Linked DNA regions of Mus musculus: region 1 is linked to region 2. A link is a contact called in public HiChIP or PLAC-seq data. All regions are on one chromosome and are shown on one strand. Each heading gives the region's core, a stretch centred on a gene start, on an enhancer-like site or on the middle of the called end of the contact. The rest is flanking DNA. Distances are from core to core; before and after follow the strand shown. Region 1 overlaps Hdac4 (histone deacetylase 4). Region 2 holds the start of Gm46242 (a long non-coding RNA gene).

Region 1 (7,431 bases), core at 4,526-7,025, 73 kb after region 2:
TATGTGTGTATTTGTGAATTTGAGATTGAGGGCAGGGAGGCAAAGCTTCCTGAGACAACAAATCAATTTATCATCTGCCTGAAGGAAGAAGAAATGAGTCAAGGTGAGCAGAGCTCTGACAGGGTTGGAAATGTGACCATGTTCATCCCTTGCTGTGGGGAGGGAATAAGGGTCCCCATAGGTACTCAGATGCAGAATACAGTGGCTTCTCTGCAGGTGAGCACAGCATATGGAGTGATTCTATGTATGCTGTGTGACACATGTTGTGTGATGAATGTCTCTTCTGCAGCTTAGGCCACCTTCATTATCAGTACTGTTATGGGCCCTGCTTTCACACCAGTCACCCCAACTCTGCAGCTGTGGCATGTGGGCTCTCATGCATAGGCACAGCCCAGAGGACACATGCCCACATCTGTCTGCACTGTGCCTTGCTTGGAGAAAGGTGGGGTTGCTGCACCAGGAACAGATGCAGGTCCAAACTGCACTTCACAGAGAAACTGTTCATTGCTAGCCACATGGGAAGGTCAGTACCAGGCATAATCTAGGGGTTCACAGTCACACATCCCATGTCTTATTAGAGGGCACACAGGAGACATCTCTGAAATGCATACTAAGTAAGTGCAAGAGCTAGGGGATGCTCTCACATGAGAGCAGGTGCTCCTAGCTCCTGTGCTTTGGGAGCCCCAGAGCATCAACTGCGGAGAGCCACTGGACTACTCTAACTTACTCCGGGCTGATGGCTGCCATACCAGGGGACACCAACCTGTGTCTCCCCACCCAGTCCTGTCACTACCCCAGGGGTCAATGTCACGTAGAAGCTACCAAGGTCCACTCCCTGTCTTGACATCCTGCTTTCACTCTGACTGCCACATGCTCACTATGGCAAGCCTACCCCAAACCGCCTGGGCTGGCAGCCCGTTATTAGAGAGCTTGCCTTCTCCTCCACGGGCCTCCTCTGGTTTTCAGTACCTCCTCCCACTCATCTAAACTAGGAAAAAACCTCAAACAGACTGTGTGTGTGGTGGATCCTCATGCTGGCTAAGGCTTGGGCTCATGGGAAGCTATCCTAGCCTCAACTGGTCTGACTTTCTCTCTGATCCAGCTCCAGTCTCTAAGGAACCATAGAAGGGTCCTCACTTCTTTATACCTAAAGCATTCTGTCCTAATGCACCAAACCTGTCTTTCCTGGATTACTAAATGCCAACTCAGACACTTTCTAGAGAAATGGCCCCAGCAAGAACATTCTCTGCTATATACCCAAAGGTGCACATCTGACTCTGGCCTGGTGCTGCTCAACCTCCTGCAAGTGAGTGTATTGGAGATCACAGTGCCCACACTCATATCAGCCCCAGTTCCTCTCAATTCCATTGCTTTTTTTTTTTAAAGATTTATTTATTTATTATTATATGTAAGTACACTGCCGTTGTCTTCAGACACTGTAAGAGGACGTCAGATGTCATTACGGATGGTTGTGAACCACCATGTGGTTGCTGGGATTTGAACACAGGACCTTCGGAAGAGCAGCAGGTGCTCTTAACTGCTGAGCCATCTCACCATCCAATTCCATGGCTTGTTACTGTTTAAGGAGGTAGTCTCATCTTCTAGGCTTCTTTCCATTGGATTTGTCTACTCAAACATGCTTTATCCTGGGACCATGTCTTTTACCCAGGCCGCAGTAGACACATCACTTATTGTTTAGCAGGAAGGAACCCTCAACAGCATCCCCAGGATCAAGGTGAACAGGCAATTTCTTTGGGGATGCTTTTCCCCATAATGCTTGCCCTGGGCCTCACCTCTGGGGGCTTCTGAGGGCCCCTGGTGGTTGAGAGCCAACCTTTGCATCACAGATGTAAATAAACTTTATCCCTGGTTTCTCTGTGGGATCAAGCAGATCAAGAGAGGTTGCTGATTCATTGGACTTCCTTTGTGCTTCTCCTGTCTTGACTTCTAAGACTATCATACCACCACTTACTGGGTTTGCTGAAATTCTATCTAAGGAAGCAGTGGGATGCCATGATGAACTGCAACTACCTCTATAAAGGTAGTTGATGGTTTGACCAAATTTCTACACTGGGAGTGCTTGTTTCTCAGACATGAAGCCATTCAGAAGGCAGTGGTGACTACAGGTGGTACCAGCGGAGTGTGTAGTCACAAGGGCTATGTGTAATCTTACTACTACCCGAATAGCTCTTTGGAGAAGGCATCAACAGAAGCAGGCTATAGACAGGAATGAGGACCGAAGGCCCACTGAAGGGTACTGGGCTTTGTAGTCTGAGGCCAGTGTCTCATCAGTGAGAAATTATGGATGACCCTCAGAAGACCACATTGCTGACATCTTTGTTAAGCTTCCTGATGACACATGACTCTGTCACTGCAGACAGGTCCAGGAGGCTAAGGACAGCGTATCACTCTACCTCCCAGTCCATGGTGCTCTGACTGAGCTCCGACAACTTCAAAGCTGTGTCTGGCTTGGGGCCTGGTTTGAATTATGGTTCCTTTTCTCTCATAAGTCTCTAAGCCCGAGGAGAAAGTGCCCGTTACTTCTGGATCTCATTAGGGGCAATTTTCTTATCTTTTCTTCATCGGAGCCTTGATCCCCTGAAAATGTGACCTGGCAGGAGAGGGCTCTGAAGAACAAGGTGCTGCCTTTGAGGCATGCCTTGTCCCAAGGGGCCCCAAAGGCGGAGACTGAAGAAGAAAGGGAGAATGAGCCTCTGACCCCCTTCCCCACCTGATGCCCAGGGAACTATAAATTGTGAACTTCAAAGTGCTACTTTACATTAAAATCAATAAAAAAAAAAAAAAAGACAACCTGAAACAATTTCCCTTTTCAAAGAAGCGATTGAAGCTTTAGAAGGCGCTCTCAATAAGGGGTTATCATTCATACACTTTCCAAACACTAGAACAGATGTCAGGGTGAGGAAGGAAGGCTCACCTCAAAGGCCGGCCAGGAAGTTCAGACACTGCACATACCTGGCCAGGGACACCAGGGATCAGACTTGGGGCCCAGGACCACAGAACTGCAGGCACACTCAAGAAATTCCCCCTGTGAAGCACAAGGCCTGGGGGATGAGGGCCGGCCCAGTCACTCAGCTGTAAGGACTGATGAGTGGAGGGTATCCATTTATTGTCATCAAGAGTATTATCTTCTTTCTGTACCATAGCCACCATGAGGCCTTCACAGGCCCTGACCTGCAAACAGCATCCACTCAGAAATAAAGGCCGCTTACTGGGCAATGACTTTCTCTCTTACCACGGATAAATCATATCTCCAGTGCTGAGGAGAGAGCCAGGCTTCAGTGCTATTGGGCGAGTGCATGACAGTCCTGGCTCTCAGGCTCAGCTTCCATGGACTTTCTAGTGTTTAGGGGAGGGTTGTAAGTGAGGTGAGCACAGATCAATGTGGTTCAACCAAAGGTATAAGAGGAGAGGAGCAGGTCATAGGCAGCATGAAGCTTCTAAGGCCTGAGCGATCCCTGCCTGCACCTAGCCAACAGCTGAACAGCAGACCTTTGTAATCGTGTCAAATGAGATATGTCACTTCTAGGAACTACTGATGAGCCAGTCAACTCTCACCCACTCGGCCAGGACTCTACCATACTGGATCCCAACCACCTGTCCAATGAGAAGTGGGACTGAAAACCTACTTCAAAATGAGCAAGCAGATGCTGGGAAGTGCCCTGAGACTGGCTCCACAGCTAAAGAGCACATGGCAGGTCTATATAAACTTTACGGACACATCTCACTGACTAGGGGCATATACACTTGCATACATGCACACACACTTGCTCAAACCTCCAGAGATCTATGTCTTACGGAATAAGCATATAAACACACAGCAATAGGCATATACAGGGACACACACAGACACACAGACACACGGGGCGGGGGGGGGGGGAGAGGGAGGGAGAGAGAGAGATAAAGACATATACATAGTACCACTCAGAATCACATAGACACATGTACATATATCTACACACACACACAAGGCACCTGCCTGTACATATGTACTTCATATGTATAGAGGTCAAGACATGACCCCAGAATTACAGAAGAGGCAGAGAAGACCCTTGGAGGTCCGTTGATGTTCTTATCCATAATACAAAAAAAAAGTGCATTTTGAGACCCAAGGCCCCCCACGGGCCATGCAGGCCCAGGAACTACTCCTGGGCTATGGCTAACTCGTCTGGAGCCTCCACAGTGCACAATGGCTGGGGAAAGCTGCCACAGTAACACAGGAAGAAAGCGGGGCCCAGCCATCCACTGTTGGCTGCAGTCTGGCCTGATGGTAATAAAAAGAACTGTGGAGGATGGAAGTCAGTACTTTGTAAAAAGCAGCCAGTGTGAGGGACCAGATCAGCACAGACGATGTAGTGTGAGCTATCGCTCTCCTTCATTCAGTTCCACTTTCCTTTTACAAAGGGTTTGTGGAATAATGAGCAGGGAATGAGATCTTTACATCCTCAGTTTTCAGTGACTCATGAATACTTTCTAGCACAGCAGAAAACTTCCCCTTCTATCACCTCCCCATCTTACCACTGGGACTCAACAGGCTCTCAGAAAAGGGAACTCCTAAGAGAAGTGAGGCAGTACAACAATTAACTCCAGAGTCTCCAGATGACTTGGCTGCCCTGGACTCAGAAGAACCAGCCTCTGTGGTTGGACAGTGGGGTACTCACCTGAAGGCTGCCAAGTACTCAGCGTCTCCCATGGGGGGTTCGAGGCCACCCGTGAAAGCCATGTTGACATTGAAACCCACGCCTGGCCCTGTGCCCACCTGCGGCCACAAGGAGAGAAACTGTCACCAACTCAAGAGAATACCTGGCACAACCAACACTTGAACTAGGGTGGATTGGACTGGCGTGCCCACAGGGATAGCTACATGTCCCGTGCATATGTGTGTGAGCTCACCAGTGAAGCTGGCTACCAGTGCCAGGCACTGTCGTCAGCGGTACAGTTTTCACAGGGCTGCAGTTATCTACAGGCCCTGAACTAGGAGGAATCACTGAAAGACAAAAGTGACTCTACTGTGGGACCATCTTCAGGGGCAAGCTCTGTGTCCCTGGGCATGCTGCTTAAAGATGCCCCCTAACCACAGTGGCTGGGAGTATCATCACAAGGTAGAGAAGCAGGAGTCCTGGGGAGCAGCTCAGCAACCTCCCTTAGTGTGTGCTTTGCTCACTCTGAATGTAACCAGATTTGGTGTGCAGATTCCCACTAAACTAGAAAAAATTCTGGCCTAAATCATGCACAGGATAATCCAGGCTAGCATTTCTGGCAGGGCAACCTGAGCTGTAACAAGTGTGAAATACTACTTCTGTGGCAGATGCAGGGCCTGCACCTGCCTGGTTCTCTTGGTAGCTGTGGTATCTGGCTCCAAGATAGCTTGTTCTCCTCCAGATACTCACAAAGTTTCATACACTCCACATACCTCATCTGGTGCTCCACTTCCTGGGAAGAAGTTCCCATCGTCATAGCGGTGCAGGGACATGTAGAGAACATTGGGGTCATTGTAGAAGGCCTGCTGGGTCCCATTCCCATGATGTACATCCTAAGAGAACAAGAGAACTGGCTCAGGGAGGATCAGGCCTTGAGTTCGACCCTCCTACTAGGTGAATAGCCTGGAATCTCTGGTACACCTCATGGTCAGGTATTGTGGGTACATGCAGCATTACAGAAATGCTGAGGCAAGAGTCTGAGTAACTCTGAGCACATAGTGTAGTCCTGACTTCAGTGAAAGGGATAGATGGGGTTAGGCTTCTAGCTGAGCTGAGGCTGCTATGTCAACAAAGCCATCTGAGTAATCTCACATGCCTGCCTTATTTGTGGTAAGTGAGCCATTTCCTAAGGATAATCACTAATTGTGGGTTGGCTACTTACAGGCACGTCACAAAGGGCAGCTGTTCTCAAGCTGTGTGTCGCAACCCCTTTGGGGCTGCATATCAGAGTTCCTGCATATCAGATATTTACATTACGATTCATAACTAGCAAAATTACAATTATGAAAGAGTGGCGAAAATAATTTTATAATTGGGGGGTCACAACACAAGAACTGCATTAAAGTCTGCAGCATTAGGAAGATTGAGAACGACTGACATAGGATATGTGGCAGTTGACCCTAGGTGGTCATGAGTGACCCCCCACCCTGAAAAGAAAATGACCAGCTCTTTTCTTAAGACTTGATGCACATTTATCAAGAGGCAGCTTTGGTTTCTGCCAGGCCGGTGGCCACTGTTGTAGGTCATGGGACTTAGTTTCCAGGATGGGCAGGCTAGGTGGTTTTGGGCTGCATAGCGCTCTCTCTCTCTCTCTCTCTCTCTCTCCCTCTCTCTCTCTCTCTCTGTGTGTGTGTGAGAGAGAGAGAGACAGACAGACAGACAGGAAGAGAGACAGAGACAGAGAATGAGGAAAGCTTTTTCTACAGGGTCATTCATCTGTGCTCAGTGCACACTGTGGATGGATGCCCCAGCGCTCACAAACACAAGAGCCTTTCATGCCACGCACCAGGTTCCTGGTGGAAGGAGGAACCATTGGTAACACTGTACAGTAAGTGGATGAGTACTGTAAATGAATCATAGTAGTATCTATGTGTGTTACCATCATGCATTTTAAGACAAAGTGTGGCCCTGGGGAGCATGTCCTGCAGCCCTGGGAAGACGAGACTGTCTATGTGGGTCACCTGCTGACTTCCTTGTTCCCAGAACATAATTGTCACATCTATGTAGCCACCAACTGCATGGCACTTCTGTTTTTTGTTTGTTTGTTTGTTTGTTTTTGCCACTTCTCTGCTTGTTCCCTAAGGAAGGGCCAGGATGGAGGAGGGGACAGGTTCACTGGTGTAGAAAACTACAACCTTCCTGCCTTGCTCAGGCCCTGTTCCAGACCCAAGTTGACTTGTTCTTCTGGTTTATATTTTGTTGGTTCTTTTTGAAACTGAGAAGGGCTTGAAATCCAAATGCTGTCCCAACCTGATGTGGGCTTAGTATAAAGGATGTTATGAGACATCAGTACTAAAGAGTTTCTGTGTGCAGGTATATATTAGAACCACTGGTTTCTTACCGCTTTTCATGTAACATATAATTCTGTAGAACAGGGCTACCCAGCACGCATGTCCTGAAGACCACTTCTCTCAGCCAGGACCAGGGTGATCCAGCCTGGCAGAAGCCCAGATTGCCTCTTTTCCTGGTGTTTGGAGTTTATGACACGTAAGCACTGTAACTAAGGAGTGCTGGCAGGCACACCTCAACACCTGTCTACTCATGGGACAGTGACATTTGGCTTAACTCTCAGAGAAAAATCAGCCACTCCATAGTGGGGTTATAAGAAGCTCTGTTCATTTAGGAAGATGGAGGCTTAGTCATGTGTGTGGTGTGACTTTCAGCTAGCACAAGTGGGCAGTCCAGGTCCATGTCCCCAGGTCAGAGCATAGAG
Region 2 (7,533 bases), core at 2,384-4,883:
AACAGATGTGCTGGAAGGTAAATGCAAGCAGGCAAAGAAGAGTGAGTCTTCCTTCTTCCAATGTCCTTATGTAGGCTTCCAGAAGAAGGTGTGGCCCAGATTAAAGATGTGTACCACCATGCCTGGATCTGGGACTTGCTTTGTCCCAGGCTGAGCTTGAACTTAGGGATCCCCTTGCTTCCGTCTCCTGGGATTAGAGGCATGTACTACCTTGCCTGGGCCTATGATTTTCATGGCCACTATGCCTCAAGATCTCCATGTCAAGATCCGAGTCAAAAGCCTGTGTCTTCCAGCCTCAAGATCTGGATCACAGGTGTGCCCTCCATTTCTGGATTGTAGTTCGTTCCAGATGTCATTAAGTTGACAACCAGGAATAGCCACCACAGTCTCTGTGCCCACATCTTCCTCCATCAGAATTATGAACACTTGGATCATTTCTCCTAACGGTCTTCTAGTGTCAGGATTACATGGCAACTATGACCACAAACACCCAGAAGACAGACTTTAAGATCATGGCCGAGATAAGAGAACATAGGCTGACTCTTTTTTACTGCTTTTGGTTTTTGAAAACGCAGGTTGACTCCATGGACCAAATGCCGAGCTAAGAATAACTGCAATACTCACGGGGAAGACAGAAGAAAGTTTCCAAACACCCACATACAAGCCACGCGTGGGGGTGCAAAAGAAGCTTCTCCAAATTTAAGATTAGCGAAAGGCTTGCAATAATCCCTGAAAGCATTTACTCAAGAAAACTGACTCTCGGTTCAAGCAGTGAGACACACAGTGTTTTCCCTCCCCCTGCCCTGCAACAGCCTGGCACGGTACAGGATCCCTCTGGCCCAAGGACGTTTGGAGGGCAGCAGCGCTGTGGAGAACCCACTCCAGGAGAGCCTCACCTCAGCCTGTTGGCGATGCTAACGGCTTATCACTGCAGTGATTTGTGGTAATGCCAAGTGGACAAACACGTAAAAAGAACTCTACATTGGTGACATCCCAAAGGCAGCTTGCGAGCCTAAGGCTGAGCACGTGTTCCAGGCTCCAAGGACTGAGGTGGCTTTGGTACTGGCTGAATCTGAGGTTCTCAGCAAGCAGGAAGGGAAGACTAGTGAAACCCGCTTGTTGGAGAGTTAAGAATCACCCTGACATTCAGACACACACACACACACACACACACACACACACACACACACACGTGTGCCTTCAAAAGTTCTGAGAATGTCTGCCCCAGAGCTTAGGAAATTTCTGTCCAGCCATGAACATCTTGCTAAGCAGAGCACGGACTTGGAAGCATGAGACAATGCAGGACTAGCTTGTTGAGCAAGCAGTCACAATTACACCACCAACTGCAGAACCAGAGAACTCAGCTGTGTTCAGAGCAGTCTCAGATGTGACAGTGGACACCGAGACAGCTCTCCTCGAAGCCAAAAGATTAATTCAACGTCATGGATACCCTGACAAACAACATCGAGGTGATGCCTCTGAGGAGACTTCAGGCCCCTGGACCAGAGACAGATGGGGCGTGGGATGGAGGGCTCTGAAGACAGGAAGGAAATCAGGGCTCATCCAACAGTACTTGGGACCTTCTTATAGCTCTCTGAGAATGAGGGGGAGGTTCCCAGTCTGAGCCGGCAGATAGGCTTTCTGATTCCTACGCCAGACACTGGGAAGGGGTGGAACAGGACTCATGGCCACCAATCTCCCCTTTAACATAAACTAACGTCTCAGGTTTGAGATCCTGGAGTCTGGAAACCTGTCAGCTAAGGACTCACAGACGCGTCTCCGTAGGGATCCGTCAGTATCTGTGAAAGGGGGCTGTGGCTGTGCAGCAGCAAGATGCTAACACTGCATTCTTTCAATTATATTCCTTAAAATGTTCCCGAATGAGGCAAAGCAGTAAGGGAGTGTGGTCTTTGTGGGGGAAATCAGAGGAAGCTGTCTGGTGTCCTACCTAGGTATTGGACTTGATAAAGAACTTAAGTTAATTATTTTAAATATATTAAATAAAATGTAACTATTTAAACTGGCTGGAGGAACAGCCAAACATTAGATGGAGTTTGGGGACACTTATGGAAGAGTTGGGGGAAGGATTGAAGGACCAGAAGAAGATGGGAACCCCACAGGAAGAACAACAGAGTCAACAAACCTGGATCCCCTGAGCCACCAAGCAAAAAACATACATAGGGTAGAATAAGCCGCCCCCTCCTCCAGCACCTATGTAGCAGACAGGAAGCTCAGTCCTCATGGCTGCCCTGTCGGCCTCAGTGGGAGAGGATCCACCTAATCTGGCAGAGACTTGATGTGTCAGGGGCACGGGGGATACCTGACGGGGCGGGGGGAATCCTACCTCTCAGAGGAGAAGAGGGGGAGGAATAGGATGAAAGTATCAGTGAGGGAGGGACGAGGAGGGGGAGCAATATTTGAGATGTAAACTAATGGATGAATTAATTACTTAAGTAATTAAAATAACTGGAGGAAAAATTATAATTGTGTCTCAATGAAACAAAAGATCAATAGAAATAGTTATTTTTATTTATTTTGATTGATCTTTCCCCTACTTATTTTTAAGAGGTACATTAAAAATAAAAAGTTGTGCCAGGCAGTGGTGGTGCACAATTTTAATCCCAGCACTTGGGAGGCAGAGACAGGTGGATCTCTGTGAGTTGGAGGCTGGTCTGGTCTACAGAGTGAATTCTAGGACAGCCAGAGCGCATAGAAACTCTGTGTGGAAAAACCAAGAAACTAAAATTAAAAAAATAAAATATAAATAAATAACTAATGTACTGCCATTTTGGCATATGTGCACAATGTGCAATGTTTAAATAAAGTTACTTATATAGGGAATTAGATAACTACAAATTCAAGAGGGTCATGAAAATGAAGCTGTTTTTAAAATATCATCTTCAGAAAGGGACCCAGAAAAGGTACATAGGACCAGCATGCTGATTTGGTGCAAGGCAGTGGTTTTTAAGGTTCTCCAACCACAAGGAATTCCTGTCCTCTCTTCCCATAGGCCAGGACTTGCCCTTCCTAAATCTCCCTTCTCATTGGCTGAAGACACAAACTTTATCTAATGGGTAACTTGGGCTGTGGGCTCAGTCCTGCAGACTGTCTGCAACTTTCCAGTTCTCGGGGTTTGGGATAAGTGGGTGCACGCTGTCAGCTCAGGGAGACAGAGACTTCAGCCATCCTTCCTTCTAGGCTCCTGAAAGGCACCATGCACAACTGATATCTGTGGTCACCCTGTGGAGAGGCAACACAGAAGATCTACCAGGCCTCCATGCTTGGCTTAACTGTAGCTTAGCTTCTGCTAGTCCCGGTATCCCTACCTGCCTCCTAGTCTCCCAGCCTTTGCCCATCACTGGGAGATCAGCCTGGTTAGATCCCACACATGAGAGCACAAAGTGTTGGCCTTTTTGTGTCTGCCTTATTTCTCTAAAAACAAAATCTATCTCTACTGCCTTCTGCAACATAGTAGAAGCTTCCACGTGCTCAGGAAGGCTGAATGGTGTTCCCTAGCCAGTGAGTACCATGCTTCCTTTATTCAATAGTCATTTGATAGACACAGGCAGCCCTGTGTTCACCCCATTTGAGAACTGTGCCAGGTGAACACCAGTGTGCACACGTCTCGGGGACACACTGATTTTGCTTTGTTTTCTTTGGCTGTACGCCCAGCTGTGGGACTGCTGATCTTGCTGTAGCTTCACATGTTTGTTTTTCTGAGGAAGCGACATTCCATTCTTCATAGTGACTAAAGTATTTACCCTCAGCACAGTGTGCAGGGCTTCCCTTCCCTCCATGTCTCCACCAGCACTGGCAGATGCCTTACCTGTTTTGATCTTAACTTTTGTGAAAGAGCTACATGGAGGTCCTGGAGTGACAAGCACAGCAATGAAAATGAAAACTGTGCCAGAGGAGTCAACAGTACTTTCTTCACAAAAGAAGAAAGAGGGAGACATCGCAGACGTTAAAAGAAAAAGCAAGAGAACTTGTCACTTGCAAACCTGCCCCACCCATAAATGCTAAGGAAACTCTTAAGGCCAAAAGAAAAGCAAATGAAAAATTGCCAAAAATGCATAGCAAAGGGAATTTAAATAGTGTACCAAAAGGCGTTTTAATACCAAAAAAAAAAAAAAAAAAACCTGAAATGGAGTGATTAAAAAGCCCGTAAGAACACCCAGCAAATCTCTCAATTACCATGGATGGAGAAACCAAGGTATTCCAGGACAAAACCAAATTTACACAATAGCTTTCCATAGATCCAGCCCTACAAAGGATAATAGATGGAAAGTACCAACCCAAGGAGGGAAACTACACTCTAGAAAAAGCAAGGCAGTAATCTTTCAACAAACCCAAAAGAAGATAGCAACACAAACATAATTCCACCTCTAAAAACAAAAATAACAGGAAGTAACAATCACTGTTCCTTAATATCTCTTAACATCAATGGACTCAGTTCCCCCCAAAAAGACATAGACTAAGAAACTGGATACATGAACAGGACTCAGCATTTTGCTGCATACAGGAAACACACCTCAGTGACAAAGACAGACACTATCTCAGAGTAAAAGGTTGGAAAACAATTTTTCAAGCAAATGGTCCCAAGAAACAAGCTGGAATGGCCATTCTAATTTCAAATAAAATCAACTCTCAACCAAAAGTTATCAAAAAAAGATAAGGAAGGACTCTTCATACTGGTCAAGGAAAAAATCTACCAAGATGAACTCTCATTTCTGAACATCTATGCTCCAAATGCAAGGACACCCACATTCATAAAAGAAACTAGTAAAGCTCAAAGCATACATCCCGTCCCATGCAATAAAAGCGGGAGACTTCAACATCCTACTCTCAGCAATGGACAGATCATGGAAACAGAAACTAAACAGAGACACAGTGAAACTAACAGAAGCTATGAACCAAATGGATTTAACAGATATTTATAGAACATTTCATCCTAAAGCAAAAGAATATACCTTCTTCTCAGCACCTCATGGTATCCTCTCCAAAACTGACCAAATAATTGGCCACAAAACAGGCCTCAACAGATACAAGAAGATTGAAATAATCTCATGCACCCTCTCAGATCACCATGGACTAAGGCTGGTCTTAAATACCAACAAAAACAACGGGAAGCACACATACACATGGAAGCTGAACAATGCCCTACTCAATGATAACTTGGTCAAGGAAGAAATAAAGAAGGAAATCAAAGACTTTTTAGAATTTAATGAAAACAAAGACACATCATACCAAAACTTATGGGACACAATGAAAGCAGTGGTAGGAGGAAAACTCATAGCTCTAAGTGCCCCCCAAAAGAAACTGAAGAGAGCTTACACTAGCAGCTTGACAGCACACCTGAAAGCTCTAGAACAAAAAGAAGCAAATACACCCAAGAGGAGTAGAGGGCAGGAAATAATCAAACCAAATAGAAGCAAAAAGAACTATGCAAGGAGTCAACAAAACCAGGAGCTGGTTCTTTGAGAAAGTCAACAAGATAGATAAACCCTTAGCCAGACTAACCAGAGGGCACAGAGACAGTATCCAAATTAATAAAATCAGAAATGAAAAGGGAGACATAACAACAAAGTTTATCTTAAAATAACTATTCTGTTTGTTGAATAGCAACAGTTAAAAATATTAAAATCATGTTCTAGAATCATCAAAAACAAAAATAACGGGGGGGGGGTATGGGGGACTTTTGGGATAGCATTGGAAATGTAAATGAGGAAAATACCTAATAAAAAAATAACAACAAAAAAATGAAAAAACCAAAACACCCGTGAGACGACTGGGAAGGGAGACTTAGCACAGAGTCACAACTGGACAATGTAGAGAGTGAGAGACTTTGATGCCCTCAGTCCTTAAATGAATGTCCTCTCAGGGATCAGGGAACTCTGAACGAGGAGGTGAAAAGATTCTAAGAGGCTGGGGTAGTGGGTGACTCAAAGCACAGCAGCATCTTCCAGACACAATAGGACTGATGCTCACATGAACTCCCGGAGACAGTGGAAGCATGAACAAGACCTGCACAGGCTCAAACCGGAGGAAAGCCAGCTCGGGGTGGGGGGCGGGGGAGAAGCAAACACAAAGTCCCACCCCTGACCAAGAGCCTAGTTGCAATCACCATCTTCTGCAAAAGGAAAAACCCAGGTTTTCTCCAACAGAGTGTTACTGCCTGTATAGCAACTGCTCAAAGGGCAGGCCCCACGCCCACGATTGGTTGCACAACACAAAAGAGACTGGGTTATTTCTGTTTTCTGAGGGGGTTATTTTGGGGGGAAGGCATTGAGAAAGAAAGAACATGGGTGGGTAGGAGAGTAGGGGGAGCTAGAAAGAGTTGCAGGAGGGGGGAACATGATTAAAATATACTGAATGAAAAAATTTTAAATAAAAAAAATGGTCAAAATTCAATGAGAAAGGGAATCATGACATCACCAATGGTGCAGGGACAACTGACTAGCCACCTGCAGAAGAACGGCTTTGGGTCTTCTTCACACCTTGTACAGAAAATTAATGAAAATGGATTAAGCAAAACTATGACATTTAGATGATTGCAATTAGGCAATTTTCTCCTAGATTTGATATAAAAATTTAAGCAATCAAAGAAAACAGCAGATAAATTTGACTTTATCTAAATGTAAATAACAGTTGTTTTCTTAAGCATACACACACACACACACACACACACACACACACACACACACATATTTTAAAGTAGCACACAGAATGGTAGAAATTCTAGGAAAATTGTACATCTGGCAAATGAACTGTACCCAGGGTAAGATTTCTTACAACGCAACGATGAAATGACAGTTTTAAAGTGGGAAAGCATCTAAAGAGCATCGGAATGGCGACACCCAGGCAGGAGTAACTAATAAATTCTCCTTTTGGAATGATGGTGGGTCCTAGAATTAGATAACGGTGATGGTTGCAAACATTGTGAATATATTAAAAGGCGCAGAACTGCCAGGCGTGGTGGCGCACGCCTTTAATCCCAGCACTCAGGAGGCAGAGGCAGGTGGATTTCTGAGTTTGAGGCCAGCCTGGTCTACAAAGTGAGTTCCAGGACAGCCAGGGCTACACAGAGAAACCCTGTTTCGAAAGACAAGAAAAAAAAAAAAGCCACAGAACTGTGGACTTTAGGGATTACAATGGTTTGGTGCACTGGCATTCTGCTGGAAACACCTTTATCTTTTATGCACATTTACGGGAAGGACTGGGAGAACTTAAGCCATTGACAGAGATCATTCCTAGGTGATAAGTTGCTTTTAATGAAAATACTCTGAGCTTCTCAAGATACAAGATTGTTTCTTATTTAAAATGAAAGAAACCATGGATAATTGCAAGCTAATTCCCATGTGGCCAACAAGTAGAACTTTGTCAGCTGCCGGAAGCCTTTTCTGGTCACAGTCTGCTCACCCACATGAAGGGTGGCCACTGTCATAGCATCTGTGTTGATGTGTCCGGGTCTTCTCCATGTCACATACATAGTGTGTTTACCCACATGCAGTCCCACCTACTTTTGAACATAAC

What was found. HiChIP or PLAC-seq counts read pairs in DNA pulled down with a chosen protein or histone mark.
Region 1: an HNF4G HiChIP or PLAC-seq map of pancreatic cancer cells shows a contact between it and region 2. The contact joins two enhancer-like sites. A contact is called at or near these places in 7 of 484 Hi-C or Micro-C datasets (the 3T3-L1 cell line, 3T3-L1-derived adipocytes, cerebral cortex and 4 more), 3 of 115 datasets of contacts at active chromatin or transcription factors (bone marrow-derived macrophages, embryonic stem cells and pancreatic cancer cells) and 1 of 9 other capture datasets (embryonic stem cells).

The regions. Positions count from the first base shown.
Region 1 is chr1:91,950,611-91,958,041 of GRCm38.p6, forward strand. Hdac4 (histone deacetylase 4) reads right to left here. Exons shown (of 27, transcript NM_207225.2): 21 at 5,432-5,551; 22 at 4,680-4,777. Among named protein-coding and RNA genes, the nearest start is that of Gm46242, 75 kb to the left of the region's middle. Within about 2 kb of position 5,776, at least 48 of the 459 cell types and tissues checked have an H3K27ac peak or open chromatin away from gene starts, as enhancers often do. A contact at or near this core is called in pancreatic cancer cells, where this site is marked.
Region 2 is chr1:91,879,643-91,887,175 of GRCm38.p6, forward strand. It overlaps Gm46242 (a long non-coding RNA gene), which reads right to left and starts at 24. Exons shown (of 2, transcript XR_001779855.1): 1 at 1-24. Within about 2 kb of position 3,634, at least 12 of the 459 cell types and tissues checked have an H3K27ac peak or open chromatin away from gene starts, as enhancers often do. A contact at or near this core is called in pancreatic cancer cells, where this site is marked.